2 separate regions of the Pan troglodytes genome follow, and region 2 is linked to region 1. Evidence: chromatin contacts called from public HiChIP or PLAC-seq data. All regions are on one chromosome and are shown on one strand. Each heading gives the region's core, a stretch centred on a gene start, on an enhancer-like site or on the middle of the called end of the contact. The rest is flanking DNA. Distances are from core to core; before and after follow the strand shown.

Region 1 (3,387 bases), core at 757-3,256:
TCCCCAAGATCCATCGACATTAGCCTTTCCAAAATCCAACATTCTGCATACACTTCCTCTAAGGTTTTGTATACAACATTGGGGGGTGGAGGGATGAGAGTGAAGAAAGTTCCAGTAGACAATTCTTTAAGAGGTTAAATGACAGCCCTATACCCAAACATGCACCCCCTACTCTAAACAGATGATCACTCTACTGTTCTCCCTGCCTTTTTATTCACCTTATCGCCAATTAAAAACACTTCTCTACTCCCGTTTGTCTCAAAAATCTTATCCATTTTCCATGTGCCATCTCCTCAGAAGTTTTCCAGAGCTTGGCAGGGCTAGTTCTCTTGACAATTCCACTTGCAGTTGTGGTTCACAGCACACAAGTAAAGCTTTGTTGTTTCTCCTGTGGTTAGTCCGTGAAGGGGCTCTGACTTGATCACTTTTCTACATTGCCACCAATACCTAAATCCAACCGCCCCAATGCCAATACTTAGCCGGTGTTAAGTACGTAGTGTTTAAACACACCTCAACACGCAAGTATTGTAAGATAATGACCACACAACAGGGCAAATACAAAGTTAAAGCAGGTCCGGGACCAATACAAAGCATCTTTACCAATAAAATGCCGTGATGACGCTGTCACCCATTCCGGATTCATGAATCATTCTTCAAAAGTCCGGCTCCAAAACTATGTGGAGACTGAAAGCCCCTGAAGAAAAAAAAAAAAAAAACGCCAAAACGACAGCTAAGACAGAGGCCAGACTAACCCCTGGCCCTCCCAAATTCCCTCTCGCTCCACAAGTGGGTTCACAAGAGACACAAACGCACCCAGGAAGACCTCCGCTCCCTCAGACGCGGGGCGGGCCCTGCGACTTCACTCTGGGAGGGACATTTCCGCTCACCCAGCTCTGCGACCCTCGCTCCTGCGGAGTCAGCTTCTGCTCGCGGAGGGGGAAGGGCAAAAGGACAGTGCGTCCCAACCCGTCCCTCTCCAGCTGAGCCTGTCAGAGACCAGCCCAGCTCTGAAATCAAGCCGTTGAGAAAAGGGAATTCGGCCCTCCGCCGCCTCTTCAGTTTAAAATCGTTTCCCGACTCGCTCTGCGGCCCCACGCAGGAAGCCTCCTTGGCGCCTCGCCGATTCCATATCAGTGAAGCAACTAAAATTGCCATTTTAACTGAGGGCAAGGCCGAGCCACTTAACCACTATCGTCAACCTTTCCAATCGTGCTCGGTTGCTCGTCAGTTTTCCTACCGGTGCGAAGCTTTCTCTCAAATTTCCGCCCGTAGTAGGCATGGCGGCGGCACCTCACCACTGATTCGTTGAATTCCTTCCCGGTAATCTTGGGCACTAGCGGGCGGAGTTGAAGGGCGCTTGGACCCCAGCGGCGATCTGTGTTTGGGTTCGCGCTCTGGGAGAATTTTGGCTTTGCTCGCCTTCCTCTTTCAGAAGACTCGAAATCGGCCAGCAGGTCTGCGAGATTTGAAACGCGACTGTTACTCCTTGTTTTCCGGTTCTGGCCGCGGGAGCCTCTCGAGAAGCGTGGAAAGAGGAGAAGGGCGAATACCTAGTGACCGCCTCTGGTTGTCTTGGGCTCGCGCCTGGCGCCGCTACGTGGAGTCGCTCTCTCGTCGTCACTTTTGGCTGCCGACTTGTTGAGTAGAAGTGCAGACTGATGCTTTAAGACTCAGGGAAAGGTCTTTCCCTTATCTCCACCCCAGCAAGCACCCCAGAGACCTTGGAGATTTGTCTTGTTTCTAGACACGTGTACTCGAATGTTGTGCGGAGGAGGCCTTAAATATTCGAGAAGAGAGTGGGAACTCCTGGAATTTTAAGGGATTTCTGTGTATTTCCAAAACTGACTTTTAACTACCGGCAGCGTGGGATTTCGTGATTGTTTTTCGCCATCGTGTGGCTCCAACATGTACTTCCCTTCTTGGTTAAGTCAGCTGTACAGGGGTTTATCCAGACCCATCAGAAGGACCACCCAACCGATCTGGGGTTCTGTCTACAGAAGTCTGTTGCAGAGTTCACAGAGGAGAATTCCAGGTGAAAATAGCGAAGAGATCTATCCTATGAACAGTACTTCAGCCTGTTATCTACGGCCGGAGAGCTTTTATTCCATTTTTCATTTTTTCCCCTATTATTATTATTATTATTATTATTATCATTATTATTATTATTATTATTTGAGACGGAGTCTCGCTCTGCTGCCCAGGCTAGAGTGAAGTGGCGGGATCTCCGCTCACTGCAAGCTCCGCCTCCCGGGTTCACGCCATTCTCCTGCCTCAGCCTCCCGAGTAGCTGGGACTACAGGCGCCCGCGACCACGCCCGGCTAATTTTTCTGTATTTTTGGTAGAGCCGGGGTTTCACTGTGTTAGCCAGGATGGTCTCGATCTCCTGACCTCGTGATCCACCCGCCTCCGCCTCCCATAGTGCTGGGATAACAGGCGTGAGCCACCGCGCCCGGCTTTTCCCCTGTTCTTAACTGGATAGCCTTATGTGTAGAAGCAGATAATTCACTCTCATTATATTCATTATACGGCAGTTTTTTTTCCCTGAGTTTTTAGAAAGACCACAAAAAGGTAACCACGTATTGTATAGAATACTCTGCTTTTGGTTGATGCCTTAAAAAATCCTTCGGCCGGGCGCGGTGGCTCACGTCGTTAATCCCAGCACTTTGGGAGGTCGAGGAGGGCGGATCACGAGGTCAGGAGATCGAGACCATCCTGGCTAACACGGTGACACCCCTTCTCTACTAAAAATTAAAAAAAAATTAGCCGGGCGTGGTGGCGGGCGCCTGTAGTCCCCGCTGCTGGGGAGGCTGAGGCAGGAGAATGGCGTGAACCTCGGAGGCGGAGCTTGCAGTGAGCCGAGATCGCGCCACTGCACTCCAGCCTGGGCGACAGAGCGAGACTCCATCTCAAAAAAAAAAAAAATCATTTTTCACAGAATTATAATAGTGTTTTCTAGTGTACAAGTGGCTGTTAAACACTAGATTCATACTAAAGCTAAATAGTTCCTACACCGTCCATTTCTGCAGTTTCTAAAATCCTATTTCATTTGAGGAAGAAATGTGCAATATTAAGAATTGGGTAATTAGGATTTTAGGTCAATGCAAATGCTAGAAGATCAAAAAAATTTTGATTTCCTAACACAAGACAAATTTACATTCAGTTATTCACTTGGCTTTTGACACATTTGCAGGTAAATTTAATAGTGAATGAATTAAATTACATACTCTGACTTATTTTATTTTATAAATTTCCCCTGTAGCCCTGACATACCTAAGATATATTTTGAGAATTTTCATTTTTAAGCAACCTGCAAGTGACGTATTTTTAATCTTGCCTTTTAAAGTTTCTTTTTTTTTTTTAAAGAATTCAGTAGCTTTGTTGTCCGG
Region 2 (3,447 bases), core at 272-2,771, 350 kb before region 1:
CCCTACAAAGGGAGTTAAAACAAGGAGCTGTTAAAACTTGGAGCCAAATTAGAGATTAAATTACATTAGCTTTAAACGGTTTTTGGAGTGGCTAGAAATTTTTACCAGTAATCTTACTGCAAGTCCTGGGTCACTGAAGAACTGGGTAAATATGATTAGCATGCACGCACCAACACATCACTGTGATGAAAACGCAAATCACAGTATGTGAGTCACTACTCTCAACACTGCCGTGCCCCTGCCTTAAACCTGCCAGCCCCATCCAGAGGATTTTTCTCATCTCTGAACTCCAATCATTTACACCTTCCCCCATCAGAATTTACCCTACATTTTATTATAATTGCATATAAATATGCCTTCCCTGTAACAGCAGGGACTGTGTTTCTCCACTGTATGGCCTGGCACAGTGTCCAGCACACAGCAGGCAAAGCAAGAGCTACTGCATGAGCCAGTATCATCATCCAAACAATAGCTACCATTTCCAGAGCACCTACCGTGAGCTGACTAGTTTACCTACATTATCCTGGTGGCTTTCCCAGACCAGACCACCCAAACCAAAGCAGCCCCCCAGTCACCCTCTAGGCACATAACCCTATTTTAGTTCTCTGAATACGACTGATTGCTGTCTAACATATTTTTGTTTGTGTGTTTATTGTCTGTCACCGGTTTCCCTTCACAAGAAGGAAAGCTCCAAGAGGACAGGCATCTTATCTACCTTGTACTTGGCTCATAGCAAATAAATGAATCTAAGCCGCCCACCTCCCTGGGTGACAGAGTTGACCTGCACACAGTAGGTCTCAAAGAGTATGTTTTAAATTTTATATTTAGATTTCAAGATAATTGTGTTGAATATTTTATGGTTCATAACAAACAGAAAGGGGAGGGCAGAATAAAAATAAATAAAAGTTTAGTTACATTACCCTAGCACTGACATTGGTACGGGAATTTTTGCTGCAATAAGAAAGCCACTTCCTCTGACATAAGGTCACCCACACTTCTGGGTCTTGCCACATCCTCTTAGACAGTTCATCGTGGCTGGGCTGGCTGGGGCGGTCAGGACTCCAGACGCTCACACTAAAAGAGGGGTGGTAGTCGAGCAGTCACTCCACTCCTCTGTAGGGAGCTGGCCGCGAGTGGGTGCGCAGGAGGGTGCGCGCGGACCCGTGCAGCGCCCAGGGCGGCTGTGCGAAGCCGCCGCAGCCTGCGCGCCCAGGCGATTCTCCACCTTGGGGATCGCCTTCCTGCCGCGTTCCTCTTCCTTCCACCCCCAAAGCGCGCACGCCCTGCAGAGTCAAACCTGGCGCATCCTCAAGCTTCCAGGGGGCAACGTGACCGAGCCCCGCATCACGTGTGCAGAGACGGCCTATAGTGTCTGAAGGATGCCACCTAGTCGCAGGCCCGGCGGCGCCACCAACAGCGACCGCGGTAGTCCACCTCGCGCCGCGTCCCGGCCCAGCCCAGCCCAGCCCCGCCCCGCGCCCAGCCCAGCCCCGCCCCGCGCCCAGCCCAGCCCCGCCCCGCGCCCAGCCCCCGCGGCCCGGCCCCCAGCGGCCGGCCTCCCGCGGCCCCGCCCCCGCCGCCCCAGTCCCCGCCCCTCGCGCCTTCGTTTATTCCTCCGCGCGCTGGGACCGGCTGCTTCTTCGCCAGAATCACCCGGTTGCTTGCTGTCCCAGCGGCGCCCCCTCATCACCGTCGCCATGCCCGGAGGTCTGCTTCTCGGGGACGTGGCTCCCAACTTTGAGGCCAATACCACCGTCGGCCGCATCCGTTTCCACGACTTTCTGGGAGACTCGTAAGTGGCCACCGCGTAGCCCTGTCCTGGCCTCGGTTGCGCCGGACTCGGAGGTTCCTTCCCTGTTTCTTCTCCCTTCCGTCCTCCCGGCCGCTCAGCCCCCTGCGCCGCCCGCCCCTTCCCCCGCACCGGTTCCCGCGCGCGCCAGGCCGTGTGGCCTCTGCTCAGCGTCGGCTGCGCTGCTGGGAGCTGGCACCCGTTCGGCCTGCCCTGCGCGGGCCACTTGATCCCTCCTGGCTTCCCCGCCTCCGGCGTGGCTGGGCAAGGCCACGCCAAGGTGGGGGGTGGGGAGGATAAAATTGGGTTCTGCGGGTTCTGGAAACTCACCGCCCGCGGGAGGGTTTGTTGTCCGTTTAACTCGTCTTAGTAAACTGTGCAGGTAGCGTGGTCAGGCCGAGGGCGCAGGGGCGGGGCGGCATTGACGATCACTTCCCCGGACTAGTGCCCAGGGTCGCACCGCCCTCCCACCCTCCGTTCTGGAATTTGCTCCCTGGGGAGGATGGGTGTCTAAAGCCAAAGTCGGAGGACACAGCTGCTGGCTATAGGTTACAGGAAGGCCAACGTATCATCTGAGGGTGCAGTGGTATTTGCAGGCTTCTGGGCACAAAATGTGAAATTTAAAACCACTAGCTGCCAAGTAGGTGGCCGAAAGACTTTTTGTCCAGAGCCGCCTCCAATGGCCAAGATATGATTTGATAACAGCTTTAGGAAGAGCCAAGAACACTCTGCGTAGGTGTGCCTTCAGAGATTCCAGAACTTGCAACACTTGGAGGGAAGGACATTCTGACGCTGTTCCGCTGGAGTGGCCTATTCTTGCTAGTGATGGCCGTTCCAGGCTCCAGGACACGTGTACTCCCCAACTTTGATACTCTCTTGTTTCCCAGTGGCTTGCCCCTCACTGTCCCCTCCGCTTTCTACCTTGCTTCTAGCACATGAGCTTGCTGATGATAGCCAAATTGATGACCTGTGATCTGACTTGGCAGTTTTACCATTATGGATAGGAGTAGTAAATCGGTGTTGCCCTTTTTTTTTTTTTTAACAGCTCCTGAATCAGCAAACTGGAAGTTGCTTAGTTTTCATCAGAAGCATTCCAGGCATGTCTAGTTATATTATGGTTCTGGAGTACTAGTGGTCCCACTACACTGTGGGGCTCCAAGGCTTGACGACAGTTCTTCCCCAGATTATATCCTTTTTATATACAGTATCCAGGGAGACAGGCTTATGAAATTAATCAGTGATTGGACAGGGCTGTGCAGAGAACCAGGGAGAGATTCTTACACATCATATGCCTATCCAACCCTTTATAACCTCTTAAGTCCCTTTTCCAGCCACTGAATAGGGAAAAGTTAAGCTTTGTGAAAGATAGGACTAGGCCATAAAAAGGTTGAGAAATGGAATATTCAAACCTTGAATGCAGAAAAATACTTTAGAAATACAGCTTATGGCCATTCTTATACTTAGGATCTAGGTAGTAATATTTCTCCAGCAATCCTTGGGATTTTTAGAGTTGTGTTCCTTCCCATTTCTACCTGCAGCCCTCATCCCCCATCCCCATGAAACATAAACTATTTCCAGAACTCTTAGCTTGTATAGATTAAATATTAGCATAAAACGTATTTACTGTGCCAACAATTATAAATGCTGTCACTTTTTAA

The links. HiChIP or PLAC-seq counts read pairs in DNA pulled down with a chosen protein or histone mark.
Region 2: a contact with region 1 is called in an H3K4me3 HiChIP or PLAC-seq map of stem cell-derived excitatory neurons, with 8 times the contacts expected there. The contact joins the promoter of PRDX6 here to the promoter of CENPL in region 1. A contact is called at or near these places in 1 of 7 Hi-C or Micro-C datasets (stem cell-derived neural progenitor cells) and 1 of 1 datasets of contacts at active chromatin or transcription factors (stem cell-derived excitatory neurons).

Annotation. Positions count from the first base shown.
Region 1 is chr1:75,261,212-75,264,598 of NHGRI_mPanTro3-v2.0_pri, reverse strand. CENPL (centromere protein L) reads right to left here and starts at 2,006. Exons shown (of 6, transcript XM_009438503.4): 1 at 888-2,006; 2 at 601-694. It overlaps DARS2 (aspartyl-tRNA synthetase 2, mitochondrial), which reads left to right and starts at 1,179. Exons shown (of 17, transcript XM_524974.8): 1 at 1,179-2,032; 2 at 3,365-3,387. The coding sequence starts at 1,906.
Region 2 is chr1:75,615,214-75,618,660 of NHGRI_mPanTro3-v2.0_pri, reverse strand. PRDX6 (peroxiredoxin 6) reads left to right here and starts at 1,521. Exons shown (of 5, transcript XM_524972.9): 1 at 1,521-1,792. The coding sequence starts at 1,698. It overlaps TNFSF4 (TNF superfamily member 4), which reads right to left and starts at 1,454. Exons shown (of 4, transcript XM_063811302.1): 1 at 921-1,454. The coding sequence starts at 1,013.